Linked DNA regions of Mus musculus: all the other regions are linked to region 3. A link is a contact called in public HiChIP or PLAC-seq data. All regions are on one chromosome and are shown on one strand. Each heading gives the region's core, a stretch centred on a gene start, on an enhancer-like site or on the middle of the called end of the contact. The rest is flanking DNA. Distances are from core to core; before and after follow the strand shown.

Region 1 (3,758 bases), core at 692-3,191, 500 kb before region 3:
TATACAAACAGGGATGCCAAGAGCTCAGTAGAAAAACAAAACAAAACAAAGCAAAGCAAAACAAAGCAAAACAAAGCAAAACCATATATAGCCAACTGCATGGAGAAATGGGGCAGCATGAGGTGTGCGTGTTCCGAGTTTATAGGAAGCAGTGCAGGGATGGGTTAGACATGGAGGTGGCACAGTTGGTGGCTTGTGAATGGTGTTTGATGGTTACAGAATCAACTATTTTTCTGCAGTAGGAACAATTGTGAGCTTGGCCATGATGTTGCCTCCCATTTGCTTTCTGTCTCAGAATGTGTGAATTGAAGAGAGCTGCCATCCTCTCATCTAGCTCACTGCTCTATAACCAAGGAAAGGAAGATGCTTTTCAGACTATACTGCTGTGAGCTATGGAGTTGCAAGTTCTTCCTTAGTAGTAGGAGTCAATGCTCAGGATATTGGAAATCCTAATGCTTCTGGTAAAAGTCACCATTAGACTCTCCAGATAGGTCCTCAACAAGAGGTGTGAAGGAACCCCAGTGCACTCATTTATCCACAGTTTCCTTGAGACCAGTTCTCAAGACAATGTGAGAAGGGAAGAGTAAGTAGGAAGGGTGGGAGACAGAGCCCAGAGCTTCTCAGGCAGAGAGAGGGAATAGAAGCATGAATGGAAGGTAGGTATTTAAAGAACACTCCCCACCCCCTTGCACAGCAGTGAAAGCCAGGAAAGTAATGGAAGCTGGGTATGCAGAAGCAAAAACCAGCATGTTAGTTATCTCAGGATCTTGTTGTCTATTTCTTAGCTCTCCAACTACTCCATGGCAGGAAAGTAGCTTCCAGAGTTTATGCGCAAGGGAAAGAAATTAGTAAATCTTGATATATATGACTAAATATTCAAAAATAAACATTTAATGCTTGAATGCCTGCTAACTCATTAAAGACATAGCATTAGACTAATTTACAAATGATTGGGGTCCATACCCTGTCACCTACTCTGAGTACTGTGCCCATTCTTATAGATGGGTCTTCTCTATATATTCATAAGGAAGATAACCAGTTCTGTCTTACAAATGGGGATATGAAGTTCAGAAGTTAAAAACTAAGCCAAACTCACCATTCTAATAAGTTTGTGTCAGAGCTAAGCTTAGAGAACAGGATAACAGGCTCCTGAATTGTATCGCATGTATGATGTAAGCATAGAATTATGGGTTCCATTGAAAGCGAAAAAAAAAAAACAAACTACCTTCTTCTCCTGCATAAACAACTTTGACATCAAGAATACAGGGTGATGGTAGCTATCTTATGCAGAATAGCCAATAGATCTTGAACATTCGAAAGCATTTGAAATTCATCCCTTCATTTAATCCTAAATTTAGCTATGTTAGCTCTATTATCCCCACTTTGCCAACTAAAACACAAAAGTTCAGAGTGGTTGAGTTGAGCAATATACTGGGCTGTCATTAGAAACATTCAGATGTCTACTTTGATCTGTGACCACTGTTGCCAAGTATATATTCTGTTCCAGCCTTGGGTCTCCTGTAGACTTTGATAAGAGGCAGATAGGCCAATAGCCCCTGACCTTGATGCACTAACTCATGGACTTTGGGTGTAGGTATCACTCAGCTCACTCTCTGGTGCTTCTGAGAACAGTGATGTTAGTCATCCACACTGAGTGAAGTGAAGCTGTCTGTGAAGGCAGCAGGCTCTATTAGCCACTGAGTTTACTAAAGTGCTTGGTGACTGTTAGTGATTGAAAGTTGATTGGATTGGAGCTTTGGAGGAGGAATCCATTTCTACAAGAACAGGGGATCCAGAAGTAAGAGTAGTGGATTGGTGGAACAGGACTGTATATCCTCAGAAAGTCAATGTGAATTCCTGTGCTTTCATTAGGGCTGGGGGTGGGGCATGCTCCCTGATACCAGAGCTGTAAGTGCTAAGATTAGAAGCCTGTCTTACTTTATGTAAGTACAATGTATTCCTTAAAAGGTGTATGCAAATCAGATGCATGCTAATCCAGGTACATTCCCCAGAGACTTTCATTTCATCTGAGAGCTGCTGTATCATCACTTTTGATTGATGCTCAGTGGACAATGGCTCCAATGTTGCAAACTCAAGTTTTTCTGCCCCTTCCCCCAGGCTCTTTGCCAAGTGCTTAATCATGTGTAAACAAACCTTTACATGCGCCAGAGACCTCCTGATTAAAAACAGCTCTGGGGTGAAACCTTCTGTAAAGTATCCTCTGTGTAAAGAGAAAACTGCCCTTCCTGATATTTGGAGAGCTGGGAAGTTTGTACTGAGTGTTTTCTCAAACTAAGAATTCCATGTTACAGTCTCTCTGATCAGTCAGTTGACTTTGACAGGAATGCTGGCCTTTCACTAGATGCAGAGGACCCCTCTGGGACTTTGGGACAGGATGAATTAACCTAGAAGCTAAGACTGTCCAAAGCTCTTAGCATCTCAGTTTCTTAGAATGGGCTTTGAGGATTGAACAATCTTGCTCATTTTCTGGGAAGTTTCCATCTAAAGCTCAAATGAATCCATGACCCACGAGAATGCCACAAACCTTATCCCAAAAGCCTTAGGTGAAAAACAACTACAGAGAACTTTTCTTACCCGTGGCAACCACAAGTCCAGGCGCTGTGTCCTTGCTGGAGATTCTTCCAGAGGAATATGGGTTTTCAGAGAGCTGCAGATGCAAGTGTAGGGAACAGAAGGGCTAAAAGGAAGAAGAAAATAGTTTAATTTCAAGAAACTCAAGCCATACCCTTGCCCTGCATGATAAGAGGTGCTGCAGATAGGTATCATCTAGGGACAGCAGCAGTGTGGATGCTGAACTTCAGACCCATCTGCCTGATGAATCCAGCATTTTATACATTAGAAGTTGTCCCAAGTATCACCCTAGATCCTTCCTCCCTTTTACTAACCTAGTATCAAATGCCCTCTTCTGCAGTCAATCTAGCCTTCAAGGTCTAGTTCATGGCTAGCTTTAGGAAGCCTAGTAGACCCTACCTTCCAAGAGGATGACGAATATCTTCCAGATATGATAGGAACCATCAAACCCAACAGAATGAAGTGGAAAACTACCTGACAAAGTCCAGGTTCTCAATAAGTTTCTCACACCATAGTCTGCATCTGTGTTTGTGTGTTTTAAGCCTACTTATAATTTTACTTAGAACATTTTAAACCATGATCTGAAATTCACTGAAGACTGGACTCATTTCCATTTACTTTCCTATGCCTATGCCTAGTATAGAAACGGGTTTGGTGATATATAGAGATAAACCTATAAAATAAAAATAATTATGACAAAGACAAATTGAGACATTGAGAAAATTTGATGAAGAGAGTAAGATAAAGAATCATCAAGTTTCAACAGGAGAGAGAGAGAGAGAGAGAGAGAGAGAGAGAGAGAGAGAGAGAGAGAGAGAAAGAGAATCAACCAGTGATCCCATGAGCTGTTCCAATGAATAGGCAGACATTTGTGTGACTTTCCTAGAAGCCAAACTAAGGCCACAGAAAATACTAAACAAAATAAAGTGTAGAATTCGACTAAAACTTACAAAATGGTAGTGGCTTAGTGGCTCTTTCTAACTTAGACATGATTTTAACTAGATTTTTCACACAATCTCTAGAAGTCACCTGGCTAATAAATCTCTTTGAATATATGGAAGAAGACAATTTTGTCTCAGGATAAACTCAGTCACATATCTAAGATATAAGAATGGCTTCTGGTGCAAACATCCACTAACAGGGACCTGATGGTTTTATTAGGGTTA
Region 2 (3,715 bases), core at 258-2,757, 450 kb before region 3:
TAAAGATTAGATATGAATACTTTAGGAATGGGATGGACTTAAGTTATATAATATTTTACTACTGCCTGTGATTTTTGAATAATATACATCTTTATTATGTTTGCAACAAGAATAAATTCACTTACTACTTACATAAAACTTATATAAGTATATGTTAGAAAAAAAAACCCTACATTTGTAGTCATGGTTATGGCTAAACCACAACAACCAAACCTCAGATGATAAGTGCAGAACTACAGGATCATCCTGGAAAACAATGTATTCAATTTCTTGTTCCTTCAGGAAAAAAACTACAACTGAGTCTTTGTGAAGAAGTTACCCTGCAAATTGCTTTAAACCCAGTTATTGTTCATTTTTTTGAAATTAAGGAATAAATGGTCAAAATGACAAGTAGATTGCTTTAAAACTCCAAGTTGAGAAGCTTATTATTATTTTTCAATATTTACTTTCCCTTCAGGGTTAAAATTACAAATTGTTTTTGGTTGTTAGTTTGTTGTTTTAAAAGATGGACAAACTATAAGCATACTCTGGCCTGGCAGTTCAGTCCTATGATCTCAGGTATTTAGGTGGGGAAGGCAGAAGATGACAAGTCCAAGACTGCCCTAGGCCTTCATGAGACCTCAAAGTAATTGGCTCTAATACATTATAGGCAATCTGCTTTTAGACCTTCTGGATTTCTAAATACTGCTATTATTTTATCAAAATAACAGTGGCAGCATTGTCAGGAAGGAAAATATTCTGATTTTTAAGGTTTTTTTTTTTTTGCAGGCCATTTAAATTTCAAATATTGTACAGGACAATGCTGTGTGGCTAAGCAAACAAGACCGCAGTCCAAAGGAGACCCAAGAATGACCTAACACACAACCTATGCTCTTTCATTTATCCTGGTCCACTTCACAAGGGAGACATGTTTTTAGTCCCCAGACCCTGACCATGCACAGGGTAAGATCAGTCTTTTCAGAGCTTCTGAATATGTACTGAATGTGTCCTCGCTTTTGTTTTTGTTCATAAAGGAAGCCAAGAGTGGCCTGGCTTTCTACTTGTTGCTGAGGGGAGAGGGGAAGGCAGGGATCCCAAGCTGTGCTTTGGAGCACAATGTCTGCCCACTGGGGATATGTTTGCATATGTGCAAACTTACTAATTTGCTCCTTGACTAAAGCACCAAAATGCAGTAAAAGGCTGCATGGAAACACATGTAGAGAAATCACAAACACCAGCATGAAAACCCGTGTCCTTGTCAGTCAGTGTCTCCGAAAGCTCTTCACTCTGCTAATCAAAGGTACACATGGGAGGACCACTTGCTTACACTCATGGAAAGGCTCATTCTTCCCGGGCTGTTTACTCTGCTCTTTGCATTTGAACACTCTGAAAGAAGAATCAAGTCTTTTCAAGGCCACCCCAAACAAAATCAACACCTACTCAAACCTTGGCCTGTGACAAGTAGGAACCGCTGCCAAACTCATCCTACAGCTTGGCTCTGGCTCGGCTCGCTAGTGTGCGGCATGGGCTGACAGGTTCCATTTAAGGAGACACCAGCACTTACATGAGTTGCTGAAATCCACTTCACATTAAGAGACCTTGCAGTCTTTAGCCAGACAAGTGTGCTGGAAGTCTCAATGCTTTGATTTTCCAAAACTCAGAACAACAGTAATTAGTGCCATTGTGGCCACGGCCCAATGAGAACTCAGGAGAGGACAGTGGATGTCCAGTCTACCAATCAGAACTTAGAGACTGACATAGGAAAACCTTTGGGTGTCAAGGCTGCACAGAAAATACCATTTGTTTCAGGCTCCATATTTCTAATAGATCTCGAGTTGTGAGTATAGCAACCGTCCCTCCAAATGAGAATAAATATGACTATATGTAAAGTTCTATGAAGGAACCCAGAAGGATATTTATCATATACACGGAAATCCCAAAACGCGCTGCTAATACCCTGGCCTTGTTTTTCTCGTTTGCTTTTGGTAATATCAGGTACCAGACACAGGAAGAAACTCAGATCAAGATTAATGATCATAGTGTGGCACTTAAGGACAAGGCAGTACCAATCCTGCATTAATTGTAACAACAACATCTCATCCGGGAGGGGTAGACTAAGTAAGACGGTCACCAGGATTCGCTATGTTATCAGCTAAGTGCCATTTATACTGTGAAGGGAAAGGAAAGAAGCTGTAGTTGAGAGCATCCCCCATATACTCAGTCAGTACCAACTAACAGTGGCAGCATTGTCAGGAAGGAAAAGTTTGTGTGGATGGTAAAGCCATGCCCTGAGTTTATACTGCTATGGGCATCCTTTAAGTGCCAGGCTTGTGCACAAAGCAAAGAACACATCCAAGTTAGAACAAACGAATGAGAAGAAGAAGAAGAAGAAGAAGAAGAAGAAGAAGAAGAAGAAGAAGAAGAAGAAGAAGAAGAAGAAGAAGGAAGAGGAGGAGAAGGAGGAGGAGGAGGAGGGGGGGGGAGGAGGAGGAGGAGGAGGAGGAGGAGGAGGAGGAGGAGGAGGAGAAGGAGGAGGGAGTGACTGCTGAGGTTGTGTGATGTGTGAAGAGGGAATCCTTGAAAATGAGAAAACTTCACCTGGACTTGAGCATAGGCAATGCCTCTGAGCCCTGAGCCTTACTACCAAAGCACCTGCTGGAAGACTGACTGTATGTCACCATTAATACTGAGATGGAATTTTCTGTTCTTCATTTCAAACATCCCCAAATAAGAAGAAAAACTACAGAGGCTAAACCCTAGAAGACGCATTTAGACTGCCGTGTGAGAGCGCCAGGTAGTGATTTTCCAACTGGAGGGTGCTTAAGACTAACATGTTTCTGAATGTAAAAAACACCTTTTGTCACACATTTCTAAGAGCTGGTGTGGGGACTGCTCCACTTCCAAAACAAAAGGTCACAGTCAAAAAAAGTTTATCCTTGGCACCACAAATAGAGGGATCTGCTAGGTACCCCTGTAATATCTGGCCTGGTTTCCAAGTAGCTGTAGTGTTTTAGCAGAATGCTTAGGAAAGGCCTTTTCTATCCCAGGCTGAGACAGCCTCTGGGCATCCTCACTACAGCATATAGTTTCTGGTGCTGTGAAGGGCTGCCTTAGCTGGGCTGCCTCATTTCTTTTGTATTCACCACAGTACACAGGAAGCTGCAGGTGTCAGACACTCCTTGCTATTCTGGGAAATAGGAACTAGGAGTTCAGTTTTCTCAAGTGACTCCCAGGCCAATGACAGAGACAGCAGATTTACAAATGAATGTGCCTCCTCGAGAGATTTGTGCACCAGCATCCCGGAATTTGGACAGAGAGACAGTCTAACACCCTGAGAGCCTCATTTCATTCTGAGGAGGCTGCATTCATGCCAGGAGCTGTACAGGGCTCAAGGAGGATGCTTTTAACTCGCCATATTCAGCAAGGCAAGCTGCTCTCCATACTGACAAATTCCATAGCACAGTCCAGCTTTGGCTTTACAAGGCTTTTCCAAAAGAGCTGCACCCCTATACCTGCAGAACTATTGCTTGAAGCATCTTCTCTCTTCTGCTGGCTTTATAAAACCACAGCAAGCACTACTTAAACAAAATTGAATTCTATTAAAAGCCTATACATTTCCGTTATGCTGAATTATATAATGACTTGTGGTTATGCTTTGCCTTTGAGATTACTAAATATTCACACTTCCTAGACATGGGGCCTCTTGCTACCTTGAAGAAAGAACTTTCCATGATTC
Region 3 (3,490 bases), core at 951-3,450:
TCTCCTTAGAACCCAGCATCTGGTACTCAGCCCCACCCCCACTGTGTATCACTGACAACCAGTAAATCTGTACTTGGTTACTGCTTGTGTGATGAGCTCTGCGGCCCCCTGGCTTCCCTGTTATTCAGTGCTCAGCCCTGTGACCCCCACGCTCTGGCAAAATAAGGCAAACATTTCCCCAGGAAGTCTTTTTCAAAGGCCTGTCATGAGGGGAGATACAAAAGAGGCAGCACTTTCCAATAAATGAGCTCTCAACGCTGCTTGTGAATCCCTAGTCCTCTTAATGGAACCCCTGCTCAGCCCTAAGTCTGGTTCTCAACTGAACTGGAAAGTCACACCAGAAAGAAAAAGAAAAAAAAAAAGGACGATTGGCAAGGCCAGGTGAAATAGCACAGCGATCATCGGAGGAAAGGGGTTTGGAGGAGCCAGTTCTTGCTGGGAGTATTGAGGAGAAATGAGCCGGTTAACCAGGCTCTGCCCGCGGCTGCCCAAATTAGACCCTATTCATCTGGGCACCCCGTTCCTGAGCCCTGAAGCTCTGGAGCTGGCGTAAGGAAGGTGCCACCTCTTGATGCAACAAAATCTTGTGGGCCCAGATGGCAAGGGAAAAGGGGGAAGAGATGTGCTCAGAAAGGGCAGGGTCTCAACTTTGATCCCAGAGTCCCTGAGCCATTTGTGAAGCAGGACACAGAGGCAAAAGTGAGTTTTCTGCTCCCCTACTCGTGCGTGCAGAGCGAGCAGGAGCACGAGGATAAGCAGTAGGAAAAGGGTGTGGAAATTCGCTTCACGCCTTAAACTTTTTTCCCTGCCTGCCCCCACTAGGAAAGCCTTCCAGCTTGGATGATGCAGCCCGGCTCCCAGCCTGGCTAGAACGTCATGTGCTGAGCAGCGACCCCAAAATGAACAAGTGTTCTGCTGTCCCTGTGGCCTCAGTCTCCCTAGCTCCCTGGTTCCCTTCACATGACCCCAGGGCTAAAAGGGAGCTCCTCCAGTCTCGGGAATTTGTCTAGAGATTTCTCCACATCAGCCCATGTTTACACTCACGAATTCAAGCATCCATCCTTTCCCCAGAAAAGAAAAAGTCACTCTCCGACCTGGATGCGGGAGAGAGTGACCAGATTCCTCACCCAGACAGCTTTTAAGACACACTTTCCTCTTAGCCCTCCAGACAGCCTCAGTACTGGGGTCTTCAGTAAACAGATGCACACGCCATCTTATAACAAAACTCGGCTAACCTGTTGGGGGCGTGAAGTGGGCAGGACAAACCCCTCTCTAAAAGTCCGGGGATTCTGATTCTCCTTCTGGACCCTGAGAAACTATCTGTCCCTCGCCCCTCTCCTCACCCCCCCCCCCACCACCCCCCGCCTCCCATTACCGTTACCCTCGGCTGTCAGGAGACTAGCGATCTGTGCCAGATGGGTACTCACACTGCTGTTGTGTCCCGACCAGTGCACCATGGCTTGGTTATGAGCCGAGTCCCCGGTCAGTGCAAAAGACGTGCTGGGCAGCCGGAGCTCCTCAGTGGACGCTCCTCCAGTCCGCGTCGCCCTCACCTCCTCTCGCGAACCCTTGGTGTGAGGACGGCTTCCTTTGGCACCATCTGCGAGAGCAGTAGCCCAAGAGTCCCCGCGCTCCAGGGGGCTTGGGGGCTGCGCCCGGCGAGTCCTCCTCGCACTGCCCGCCTGGCTAGGAGATGGAATGCCCGGGACCCACCTAGCGCCTTCAGGCGACATTCCCGCAGCTTCAGTCCGTATCTCCCCGCGGCTCGCCTGGGATAGTGGCTCTAGCCTGGACCGGCGTCTCGGTGCAGCGGCTCTCCGTGCAGATGCCAGCTCCTCAGGCCACCGGTTCTCCGCTGCCCGTGGCAAGAGAGGAGGCAACACTGGTGGTCGTGAAGCCGGGGACACCAGGCGCCCCGGACCTCCTGTCGCGCCCCAAGTGATCTCGGCGCCGGCCAGGACCCATGTTGACAAGAGCAGCAGCCCAGTCCGGGCGAGGGGTGCCCCGGGCCAGCCTGCGGGGCGCTCAGTGCCTGCCGCCTCCATCCCGCTGCGGCTACCACGGCTCGGGCTGCCGAGTGTGTGGCGCCCGCCGAGGTGCGGGTCCGATGGAGGGGGGGTGGGGGGTGCTGGAGGGATGCGCGCGCCGGCAAGCAAGCTAGCGAGTGTGTCAGGGGAATGAGGAGGGGGCGGCCGGGAAGGAGGTGGTTCGCCTGTCCCTTACACTCTTCCCCTCTGGATCGCTTGCTCCCAGGTCCAGAGGGTGATTCCAAAACCCAAAGGCAGTTTATTAAATGCTCTCTCGATGCTCTGGCCGGTTTGATGCTGTTGTTAAAATGCCCCCCCTCCCAATCTTTTCCACCGACCTCTTTTAAAAAATTTGTGAAAAGGAGTGTTCAGAGGGAATAGGGAAATCCTCTTAAAATGGGCAACGCTAGCTGGATCTTGGAGGAGGGGGGGGGGGGGCTCACAGCAGACCCTTATCCGGAGTCTTTCGGAAATCCAACCACCAGCCAGCCAGCTTCGGGCGCGGAGTTGGGAAGCCGCTCCTGGCTGCGTTTGGGGATTCACTCTTCGGTCTGTTCTTGGGAGCGGGAGACGGCGTGCGGGAAGTATAGGGTCTCCGGGAGGAGAAGGAGGAGTAAATTATCTCCACTGCCAACTGTTCTCGATCTGGAGACCAGGGCCAGGCGGGAGCTACCGCTCTGAAGCCAAGCGCGGGATGGACCCACGACTCTGCTCTGGGCTCCCCGCCCCCGGAGGCCTGCGCCCCCTCCCGGTGCGGGGGCGCGGGGAGTGCGTGCGTGCGCGTGCGTGCGCGCAGGCGAGAGAGGGAGAGAGGGAGACCAGGGTGTTCCAGGGCTGGAGGGAGGGCGCCTGGGGGGTCGGTACCTGGTTGAGCTGGGGGGGGGGGGTGTTGCTGGGTGTGCGGGGGCGCGCGGCTCCCTGCGTGCGCGTTTACACTGGCTTGTGTGAGTGAGAGCGGCGGGGCGGGGCGGGGCGGAGTGCGAGGTGCGCTCCGGCCGTGGGTGCTCGAGAATCACGCATAGGCTGTTTGCACATCCAGAAGCCTGTGAGTGGTCAGAGGCAATGTGGAGAACAAGGGTAGCACCCCTCTTCATGAGGCACGGTCCTCCAGCACCTGTGGGCGTCATCAGATTAAGCCGCCTGGAGGTCTGGAAAGCGAGCCTGAAAGCCGCCGGGCAAAGCAAAGGCTGATATTCTGGGGACCCTACACTAGATGTGGGAGGACAGTAGTAGATCCAGGTCCTGTTTTCCTGCCAGGGACTGCTAGGTCTTGCCCTTCTGACCCCCAGACGCGCTTTTGAGCAGGGCCACTTGTTTCAAAGTGTCTGCCACTATTTGGAAGGTCCCCTGCCCAAAGCAGCAAGCATTTATCAGGTCCCCTGTCCCCCGTGGCAGGAGGGTATGCGCGCCTGATGCGACTGGGACTCTTCCAGACCTCAGGAAGACAGAGACTTTGGTGAGGT

What was found. HiChIP or PLAC-seq counts read pairs in DNA pulled down with a chosen protein or histone mark.
Region 1: a contact with region 3 is called in an H3K4me3 HiChIP or PLAC-seq map of neural tube, with 4 times the contacts expected there. The contact joins the enhancer-like site here to the promoter of Sorcs3 in region 3. A contact is called at or near these places in 3 of 39 promoter capture datasets (embryonic stem cells, hippocampal neurons and stem cell-derived epiblast-like cells), 8 of 115 datasets of contacts at active chromatin or transcription factors (VIP interneurons, embryonic hindbrain, embryonic limb bud and 5 more) and 1 of 9 other capture datasets (embryonic stem cells).
Region 2: an H3K27ac HiChIP or PLAC-seq map of neural progenitor cells shows a contact between it and region 3, with 15 times the contacts expected there. The contact joins the enhancer-like site here to the promoter of Sorcs3 in region 3. A contact is called at or near these places in 4 of 39 promoter capture datasets (the 3T3-L1 cell line, embryonic stem cells, second pharyngeal arch cranial neural crest and 1 more), 1 of 484 Hi-C or Micro-C datasets (cerebral cortex), 7 of 115 datasets of contacts at active chromatin or transcription factors (embryonic basal ganglia, embryonic forebrain, embryonic hindbrain and 4 more) and 1 of 9 other capture datasets (embryonic stem cells).

Annotation. Positions count from the first base shown.
Region 1 is chr19:48,704,849-48,708,606 of GRCm38.p6, reverse strand. Sorcs3 (sortilin-related VPS10 domain containing receptor 3) reads right to left here. Exons shown (of 27, transcript NM_025696.3): 11 at 2,596-2,698. Among named protein-coding and RNA genes, the nearest start is that of Sorcs3, 500 kb to the right of the region's middle. Within about 2 kb of position 1,941, at least 9 of the 459 cell types and tissues checked have an H3K27ac peak or open chromatin away from gene starts, as enhancers often do. A contact at or near this core is called in neural tube, where this site is marked.
Region 2 is chr19:48,649,608-48,653,322 of GRCm38.p6, reverse strand. The region is part of intron 6 of Sorcs3 (sortilin-related VPS10 domain containing receptor 3); the gene reads right to left. Among named protein-coding and RNA genes, the nearest start is that of Sorcs3, 450 kb to the right of the region's middle. Within about 2 kb of position 1,507, at least 6 of the 459 cell types and tissues checked have an H3K27ac peak or open chromatin away from gene starts, as enhancers often do. A contact at or near this core is called in cerebral cortex and neural progenitor cells, where this site is marked.
Region 3 is chr19:48,204,735-48,208,224 of GRCm38.p6, reverse strand. It overlaps Sorcs3 (sortilin-related VPS10 domain containing receptor 3), which reads right to left and starts at 2,200. Exons shown (of 27, transcript NM_025696.3): 1 at 1,428-2,200. The coding sequence starts at 2,045.